Linked DNA regions of Triticum aestivum: region 1 is linked to region 2. The links are chromatin contacts, called in public Hi-C maps. All regions are on one chromosome and are shown on one strand. Each heading gives the region's core, a stretch centred on a gene start, on an enhancer-like site or on the middle of the called end of the contact. The rest is flanking DNA. Distances are from core to core; before and after follow the strand shown.

The links. Hi-C and Micro-C count contacts between places; a contact is called where the count stands out from the background.
Region 1: a contact with region 2 is called in a Hi-C map of leaf, with 4 times the contacts expected there. The contact joins the enhancer-like site here to the promoter of LOC123168161 in region 2. A contact is called at or near these places in 2 of 5 Hi-C or Micro-C datasets (both in leaf).

The regions. Positions count from the first base shown.
Region 1 is chr7D:365,889,213-365,893,617 of IWGSC CS RefSeq v2.1, reverse strand. No RefSeq gene overlaps it. Among protein-coding and RNA genes, the nearest start is that of LOC123169541, 210 kb to the left of the region's middle. Within about 2 kb of position 2,532, at least 7 of the 8 cell types and tissues checked have an H3K27ac peak or open chromatin away from gene starts, as enhancers often do. A contact at or near this core is called in leaf, where this site is marked.
Region 2 is chr7D:365,549,951-365,554,414 of IWGSC CS RefSeq v2.1, reverse strand. It overlaps LOC123168161 (protein TOPLESS-RELATED PROTEIN 2), which reads left to right and starts at 2,684. Exons shown (of 25, transcript XM_044586032.1): 1 at 2,684-4,405. The coding sequence starts at 4,326.

The DNA of each region.
Region 1 (4,405 bases), core at 1,283-3,782, 340 kb before region 2:
GGAGGGACCATGCCTCTTCATACCGAAACGGTCTGTCACTTCCATGGCCACTACATGGAGCAGTCTCCACCACGAGAACCAGAATTGCCGGGTGATACGACTCCTCTGTTAGGATATGCTCAATAGTCGTTTCCGAATACAATCCTAAGAATCCATCATTGGATGTAGCACGATCCAGACGGACCTGGATATTTTATGCTCCCTCCCGTTTATTGTCCGAGGTATAAGGGTATCTAGAGAAACCCAAATCTACCAAGCTGCAGTCGGCAAGACAGTCACGAAAGTCCTCCATTTGTGTAAAGCTCCTCGGATTACCACCACGCTGATCCGTCTGAAACAAGGCCTCATTGTAATCACCTATACACATCCATGGGAGGCCATCTTGAGCTCGTAAATAAACGTATAGCATCCCATGATTTTTTACGAAGTTCCGTTCGGGGCTTCCCATAGAATCCAGTGATCCTACATGCCTTCCCCTCGCAAACCACCTCTGCATCTATGAAGTACTGACACCAAGGCCTCACCATGACCTGAACGTGCTCTCTCCAGCATAGAGCTAGGCCACCACTGCGACCCTCACAATCCACCGCGACTCCACAAGTGAACCCTAGACTCCATCTTAGTAGCTCCATCGCCCTAGCCTTCTTCTTTGTCTCACATAATAACACCATCGCTGGGTTGTGGGTCCTTATCAGGTCTAGTAATTCACCTACTATCGAGTCCAACCCCACTCCTCGATATCCAGACCAAGAGATTCATTGTGTTCGGCGGCCCTGTTCCTCAGGGTCCGCCGATTCTTCGTTGGTCCTCAAGATGCGCTCAAACACTGTAGACGTCTTCCACCTCGTGTCGCGAATGAATGCATCATTTCAAATCTACCTATCTGGATCATCCTTTGCAATCCATACTTGCTTTGGTCCCCGTTTCCTATTGTCCTGCTCCTGCCCCCTCTGATCATTATTCTTCTGGCGTGGAGCGTAATCTGGTCTCGGTTCCGAACATAAGTGCCCTGCTTCCTTCCACCACCACTGTACCTTCCTGAGCTCTCGGGTTGTCGTGTTGGCCCGTCGTTTTTGCCTACAATGCGCTCCCTTGTATGATAAAAATAGACTTTTTACAAAATAATTATTCTATGGGTTATCAATAGTTCCTCCGTCACAGTTTACACGGCGCGCTTCAATTCTCATGCATTTCCACCACCTAGGGATTTTAGACGCGTTTGGTTTAATGCCCAATTAACTAGGACATGGTAACTGCAATCAATCCCACAATTTTCTCTCCATGCCGGTGTATACGCCGGTGAAATAAATGCATGCATGTTTGTACGCGGGGTGGAAGCACTCCACGCATGTGTGTACACATTTATTTCTTTAGTTATTTGGCGTCGTGGTATAACTCCCCGTGTTATTTTCCAATCCAATCGCTAGTTACTTTAGTCCTAGAGATTGTTGAAGCATGCCGTGTATACTGTGGCGGAGGGAGTACTAGCGTGTGGATTGATTTATACAAATATTATCCATCCGTCCGTTGAAGAGTGTACATCCAGCTTCAAAATTTGTTCATAAAAGAGTGTACTTCTATCTTCCCAATGCACTTTAAAGTAGAAAAACATACTTCTCTCTCATCACACGGTAATCAAGACCAATAGCAATCTACACATGATCTTCTTAATTTCTACATGCACTTAGCTCATTGGGGGTGGGTAATTAAAGAGGAAAGAGATGATGTCTTGCACCTTTCCAATGCATTTTTTACTTAACTTCATAATTTGTTTTAAAATTTGTAGATGTACACTCTTCACCGGACTGAGGGGGTGTTTGTTTCCAGGGACTTTTTTGTGTAGGGACTAGAAAAAGTCCCTCTTAGAGACTTTTTTCCAAACGGGAGGGACTTTTTAGGGACTAAACTAGGCATTTGGGACTAAATGAAGAAGACTCTCAAGGAGAGTCTTTTTGGGACTTTTTGGGATTTTTCCAATAATGCCCCTCCATGCACCCATTGGCCCGCCACCCCATGATGTTGTTTGATTGTTATTTTTCTATATACTAGGGGCAACATGGTCATTTAATAACCTCTAGAAAGGGACTAGAGACTTTTTAGTCTCTGAAAACAAGCAGGGAGGGACTTTTTAGGGACTAGGGACTTTTTAGTTGGGACTAGAAAAAGTCCTAGGACTAGAGAACCAAACACCACCTGAGGGAGTACATTTCTCCACAATTATGGCGTGTCGACTTCCCACGGTGCTTGAGAAAGCAGCAAAGCTGCGCCCGAGGCACAGAAGATCTCTCGTCTCACGCATGTGATCCCCACTGCCGCGCAGATACGGACGGCCGCGATCTGAGCCCTACCACCCCAAAAGGGCCCGTGGATTCCCTTGCCCTTTTCCTGAAGTGCCGCTCTCCACGATTACCGAGACAAACTCCCGATCAGTGGCTCAATACGCAATTACCCACAGCCCCCATGCCCTCCTCCACTCGAGCTTGCCCGTGCTACAGCCCTGGCGGTGGGGTCCACTAGGAGAACGGTCAAAGAAAGGAGCGGCACGTGATACAGACAGTGCGTGGCACACGCCACGTGTCGGAACGCCAATGGCACGCGTGACGTGGAGGTGGGAAGTTTTTCCATCCGTCTTTTATTCTGTTTTCCTTTGTGAGAAGCGCGAAATTAATTCGGTGATGGAACCCGACGTATGGATGGGTGGACGCGGTGCTAGCCAGTTGTCAGATAAGCTCCTCTACTTATATAAGGGGAGGTGATATGACCGTTTATAACGTGTTAAAGGCTCGGCAGCTCCTCCCCCACTACACCGCAGAGGGAAAGCGACGGATCTGGAGATCGAGAATAATTGCCACCGGGACCTGCCCTGCGCTACACGCACCAAAGACGCCCACACGCTATAGCGTCCTCTTTTCTTTTTTCCTTTTTCTTCTCGAGAATAGACGCCCACCAAAACAACAACTACTGCTGCTAGAACGACCATCGATGTCGCCTCTCCCCTACCGTAGCCAGATTGACCATGTCGATGACACTATGAGTGTCTTCATGCACGTGCCCTGAAGGACCAATGCTCACTAAGCCGAACCACGCCATTGAACCATTGAATCGAGGTTGATCCAACACAAAGGTGCGCGTGCCCTTAAGGAGCTCTCCTGGCTGGAGTGGTGGACAACACAAAGGTTGTTGTTGCCGGCCGAGGTTGGAGTCTCCTCATTCTCCTATAAGAATAAGACATGGGGCTTCTTCCCCTCTGTTCTCATTCTTTTTTTAACCCTTAAACCGTTCTGAAGTGACCCACATCAAATCTTGTTGTCGTGTACACATGATGAGAAGTTCTAACCTCGTCACTCCCAAAGAGACAATATAAATCTATGTCGAAGCTCCCTCGACTTCGGCCCATTGGACAAACTCAAGGAGGATCGGATTCCGAAAGATTGACTTGAAGATGAACCATCACCATCCGTCCGAACGCCGCCCTATGTCAAAATGAAATGACGTAAACTGCTGGCCAAAGCCAAGGCATCGAGAGACACCTCCCCGCCATCGGCCGTCTAAGTGGCCGGTGGAGGAGAGGTGGATCCACAAGTTCACCGGCGAAGCTTGATCCCTCGTTTGGCATGCAAGCATTGACCATGTTTTTAAAGGATTATACACGCGGGGCCCATAAGCTCCCCCAAAATCGGAAGGCTATTTGGTACATGGCTTTTCCAGCGGCCCAACCCTCCCACCCCCGATCCCTAGACTTCCTCTTTGGTACCCGCTGATAGAGGCCAAGGTGTCCCGATGTTCCGATGAGATAGCTATCGTTTTCTGTGGAAGTTGACTTTGACGATCGGACTACGAACGTGTAATGACGTCGCGCCTTAGCAAACGTTAACTAACTCCGAGACGTTATTGACCACGCCAGAGCACGATCAACCTTACCATGAGGGTCTATTTCCTGCAGGCAAACGAAGAACAAGCAAGAAACTGAGATTGCAATCTGGATATTGAGAATGTAAGAGGAAAGCTTTGTTAATCAAGTGGGATTCAGTGACGTCTTGGTCTGGTCGTTGAACACAAACGAAGGATGCGAGTTGCGGCTATGGCGAACTTTAATCTAAACAAAATCCAAGTCTAAACGTTGCCTTAAGGGTTGTATTTACAGGGGAAAAGAGAGGGGATTTCGTCCACCCTTGGCAAGGTGGTACTAAAACACCTCCTGAGTCGTTTCCCTTATAATATGGACTATAAAAATAGCCTACGAAGTTGTATTTCCAAATCACATGGGCTTGGCCCAAAAATAAGGAGGCGCAACACCTATATTAAGCTATGGACGAAATTTATGAAAGCACATCTTATATATTTCGTCCATGTCCTTGGATGTCATCATGGTGGCTCCAAAGTGCTGAAAACTGCACCAGAAACT
Region 2 (4,464 bases), core at 1,435-3,934:
CAGGTTAACATCAGAAGTGCTGAAGAGGTCTCACCCTCGGCACTCGATAGTAACCCAGTAGTGTCGAGCAACTAAGGGGAAAGTGATGTGCGGTGCCGGGGCCTGGTCTTCGATCCCGTTGATCGGGTCTTCGATGATGAAGCAGGGGCAACAAGGACAAGGTGGGGGTCACTGATGGATCACTAACCAACCTATACTAAGCAGTTTAGGATAAGCAGGTAGGTAACAATAAGCAGGTTACAAAAGCAGGCTATGCATCAGAATAGGAGCAAACAATAACAGTAGCAAAATCTAATGCAAGGATGAGAGAATGGAATGGGCGATATCGGGATGATCAAAGGGGGGGCTTGCCTGGAAGCTCTGCTGAAAAGGAAGAAGTGTCGTCGTCGACGTAGTCGATCACAGGGGCAGCATCGGTCTCAGGGTCTACCGGAGAGAAGAGGGGGAAGAAACAATAAATATAAGGCAAACAAAGCATCATAAAGCATAACATGGTAATACGCGGTGCTAGAGGTGAACTAACGCGATACTACACGTTGAAGGCGGAGAGGGGAAACATCCGAAGGAGTGTTCCCGACGTCTGGCGTTTCCTGGACAGATGAAAAGAGAGGGGACGGTTCCATGTTCAGCATGCTAGGGGCAAGTGACAGATGAACGGACCATGTATTCGGATTCGTTGGATTTTTCTGAGCAACTTTCATATAGAAAACATTTTCATCCGAGCTACGGATTATTTTATATAAGTCATGAAGAAAGCAATAGCAGAATACTAAACGATCGTGTGCTAAGCTAACGGAATGGGTCAAGTCAATCACATCATTCTCCTAATGATGTGATCTCGTTAATCAAATGACAACTCATGTCAATGGCTAGGAAACATAACCATCTTTGATCAACGAGCTAGTCAGGTAGAGGCATACTAGTGACACTCTGTTTGTCTATGTATTCACATAAGTATTATGTTTCCGGTTAATACAATTCTAGCATGAATAATAAATATTTATCATGATATAAGGAAATAAATAATAACTTTATTATTGCCTCTAGGGCATATTTCCTTCAGACCCTCCACTAGCATGTGTGGCATTAAAAAGAACCAGATGGAGGGGGGCTGGGTGGCTGACATGGGGGAACCTCCCACACACCTGGATTAAATGGGACCGGTGGTGGTGATTGGGCGGCTGATGCGCATGCTTGAGGCGGACACCGAGAGGATGCGCAACACGTCCGACTCGTGTCCGCATGAACGCAAATTTGACTTAAATTTACGGCAGAAATGTGTGTCCATACAAACATGAGACGAACATATTTTGCGTTTGGGGCGCCGTGCTCGGCCATGATTTTTGGCCTCGCGGATCAAACAGAGATGAAATGATATATACGAGGGGAAAATATCCAGTGCTCCGGTCTATTGGATGATACGCTGCTCCGGGGCTGCATGATGCTTCAGATCTCAGATAAAGGGGTAGGATCAAGTGCTAGTGCATTTACATATGGCCTCTTGGAACATTTTGCGTTTTGCCCCTGAAAGTAACATGTCTTCACAAAAATGGCCTAAGAGGGTGCACATCGCCCCAAAAATGAAACACTGCCATCTTGTAGCCTTCAGGTTGCCACCAACATTTCTAGTACAGAATGCAATGCCCTATGATTACTGGAACAGAAGCACTTAAAAAAAGCACTTCTAGTACGGAATAATTTTTTTAGGTTGCATCAAGAACCCATTTTCCATTCATTTGCATCAAAAGATCACAGAAGCACTTCCAAAAAAAACGGTGCACCATTTACTGCCATCTTTGTCTTGGAATTAGCACGACCTCAATATTTATATTTACAGAACTACCATTTAGTTTAGAAAATTACATAGCTAAATGGAACAACTTCAATACACATCACTTTCATGAGTCCTTATTCTCATTGTACTGCATCCAATGGTGGGCACAAATGCACATTTACATGATAAAATCAAGAATTAGAATCTAAACGAGCCTTTCGAAAAAACAGTGCAACATTAAATGGAAAATATGTAAACACTTTTTTGATGCCAAATAACTTGCATATCTGTCGCACCATCTATATTTTGATACCTAGTAACACTACTGGAACATGCCGAAAATAGTGAAGCTTGAAAATGCCGGCAATTACCCACAACATGCATACGCTACATGTAACAATGATATATAAATTTAAATAGCAAGAACTTGCACGCCAGTATTACAAATTTGCTATATAGTTTTTTTTGCGAAAAACTTCCAATATATTCATCTTCAAACATGGTAGTATAACGAACACTAGAAATAATAAAAATTACATCCAGATTCGTAGACCAACTAACAGAGTACCAATCGACAACTGCACATGTACCGAGTTCAATGTGCCAAGTACAAAAAGTTTGTTACTCACCCTCCAAGTCATTGTTCTCTTGTTAGGAATCTAAACATCGCTGACATCTTATTTTACCCATAATATTTTTTATTAAACGTCAAAGAAGATACTACATCTTTTCACTGAAGAAAAATAGTCATGATGAAAAAGCAGGAAAATAATTACACAAGCCAGGTCAAATACATAGTTGTTCCCAAAGATTTTTTGGTGTGGAAGCTGATGCACCATAAAACTTCAGAAGAACATAAATGGCCAGTCAGTCTGTTTAATACAATGTGAAAAACTAAGTTAGATCCGCCGAACTTCTCTAAATCCAACTGTTGTGAAGTGAGAAAAACTACATAGATTTCTAGTACCCGGTGGTCACAGCCTGACATAGAGCTTAACTGAGATTTTTGTTAGTCAAACATTATTGAGCCTCATTTGGCATGGCTTTTAGTCAATCACTCAATCTATAAGACATAACCCAGTAAAAGTCTGAATGCTCACTTACGCTAGGCTGAAGATGTGGTTCTTTAGCTATTGTATGTAAGAAAAATCCTATGACACTTCATAAGACAGATTGTGTGTATATAGAGTTCAGCTAGACATGTTAGGATAGGAAGCAACAGTCAACACTGTAACACTGCTATATTTCATGATTAGATGCCAGAACTAATTTAGCAAGATGTTGTAACCGGTGACCAAACAAAGAACTTCGTCGTAATTGCAGCAAGCATTCTTCTGATTCTGCAAAAAATAAGATATTGAGTGGATGGGGCATGCGCCATGGTGGCTGCGGTAGGCATGATCTAGGCGGCGGCGGGGAAACTAGTCGTACCCAAAAGAAGAAGAAGACGAGATGAACAAAACGAAGGGATATGCAGTTCGTCAATGTATTATGGAATAATCTAGGGTGCCTTTTGCATAGTTTCCAATGCAAGCTGAGCCTACTAAATCCTGGACCTTCAGTCTAGATCGAACGCCCCACCTTGTCCTGGATCAGGGGATCATATGAGGCACCGTATCACCAGATATGCACTCTATATACGAGATGTGATCGATTAAATATAACATCTTTTTAATATTAGTGGGTGAAACTTATCCATCAATTATTGTGGTTATAAGTAAGAAAGATACAAAAGTGTAGACGCCTGAAAAGTTGGGTATCCTGTAGCGGGCGCGGCTACCTCAACCCTGGCTGGCAAGCCCCGTTCAAATTTCGAAACCGCGGATGCGTGAGAGGGAGAAACGAGGAAGGATGCGAGAAATGGTTAACGGAAGTTTACCCCCCTACCTGCGGCTGCGGACCTCACGATGGGAGTTACCCAGTTTGCCCCTGCCGCCCGTCCTCGTCAGTGGCTGCCAAGTAAATAGAGGTGCGTGGTCGTGGGCTCTCGTGTAATCTGGCGGGGCGGGGTGGTTATAAAACGCAGCCCCAAAAAACCAAAAGCAGACCAGAAAAATAAATACTCCCTACTCCAGAGAGAGAGAGAGAGAGAGACTGGTTTTGGAGAGAGAAAGCGAAGTGGGGAGAGAGAGATAAGAAAAGGCAAACCCGTCCGTCGGCTAGAGCCAAGGGGAGAAGAAGGAAGCAGCAGGCGGCGGTGGCGGCGGCCAAACCCTAGTCTACGTGCTGCGCCGCTGAGGGAGGAGACACGCGTGCACCACCGGTCGGCGCCAGGAGCTGCAGATCCGCGGCCGGGCCGCCGGAATCGGGGGAGATCCCGCCGGGATGGGTCCGCTTGGGCTGTGACCTCGCTCCCGCTGCCCGTTTCGTCTCCGGGGTTTTCGTCCTGCTAGGGTTCTGAGCTGCTCGTTGGGTGTTTGGTGCGGTTTTTTCGGGGGGCGGTTGGGGCCCTGCGCTGGTTTCTACGGAGATTTGGGAGGGGATCTGCCGCCAAGGCGGGAGTCCTCCCTCGTCGTGAGCGCTGGAGACGCAGGGCGGGATCGGGGGAGCCATGTCGTCGCTCAGCAGGGAGCTGGTCTTCCTCATCCTGCAGTTCCTCGACGAGGAAAAGTTCAAGGAGACGGTGCACAAGTAAGTGTCTCGTCTCGTCTGGTTGATCAAGACAAAGTTTTGGAGCTATCTGGAGTTGT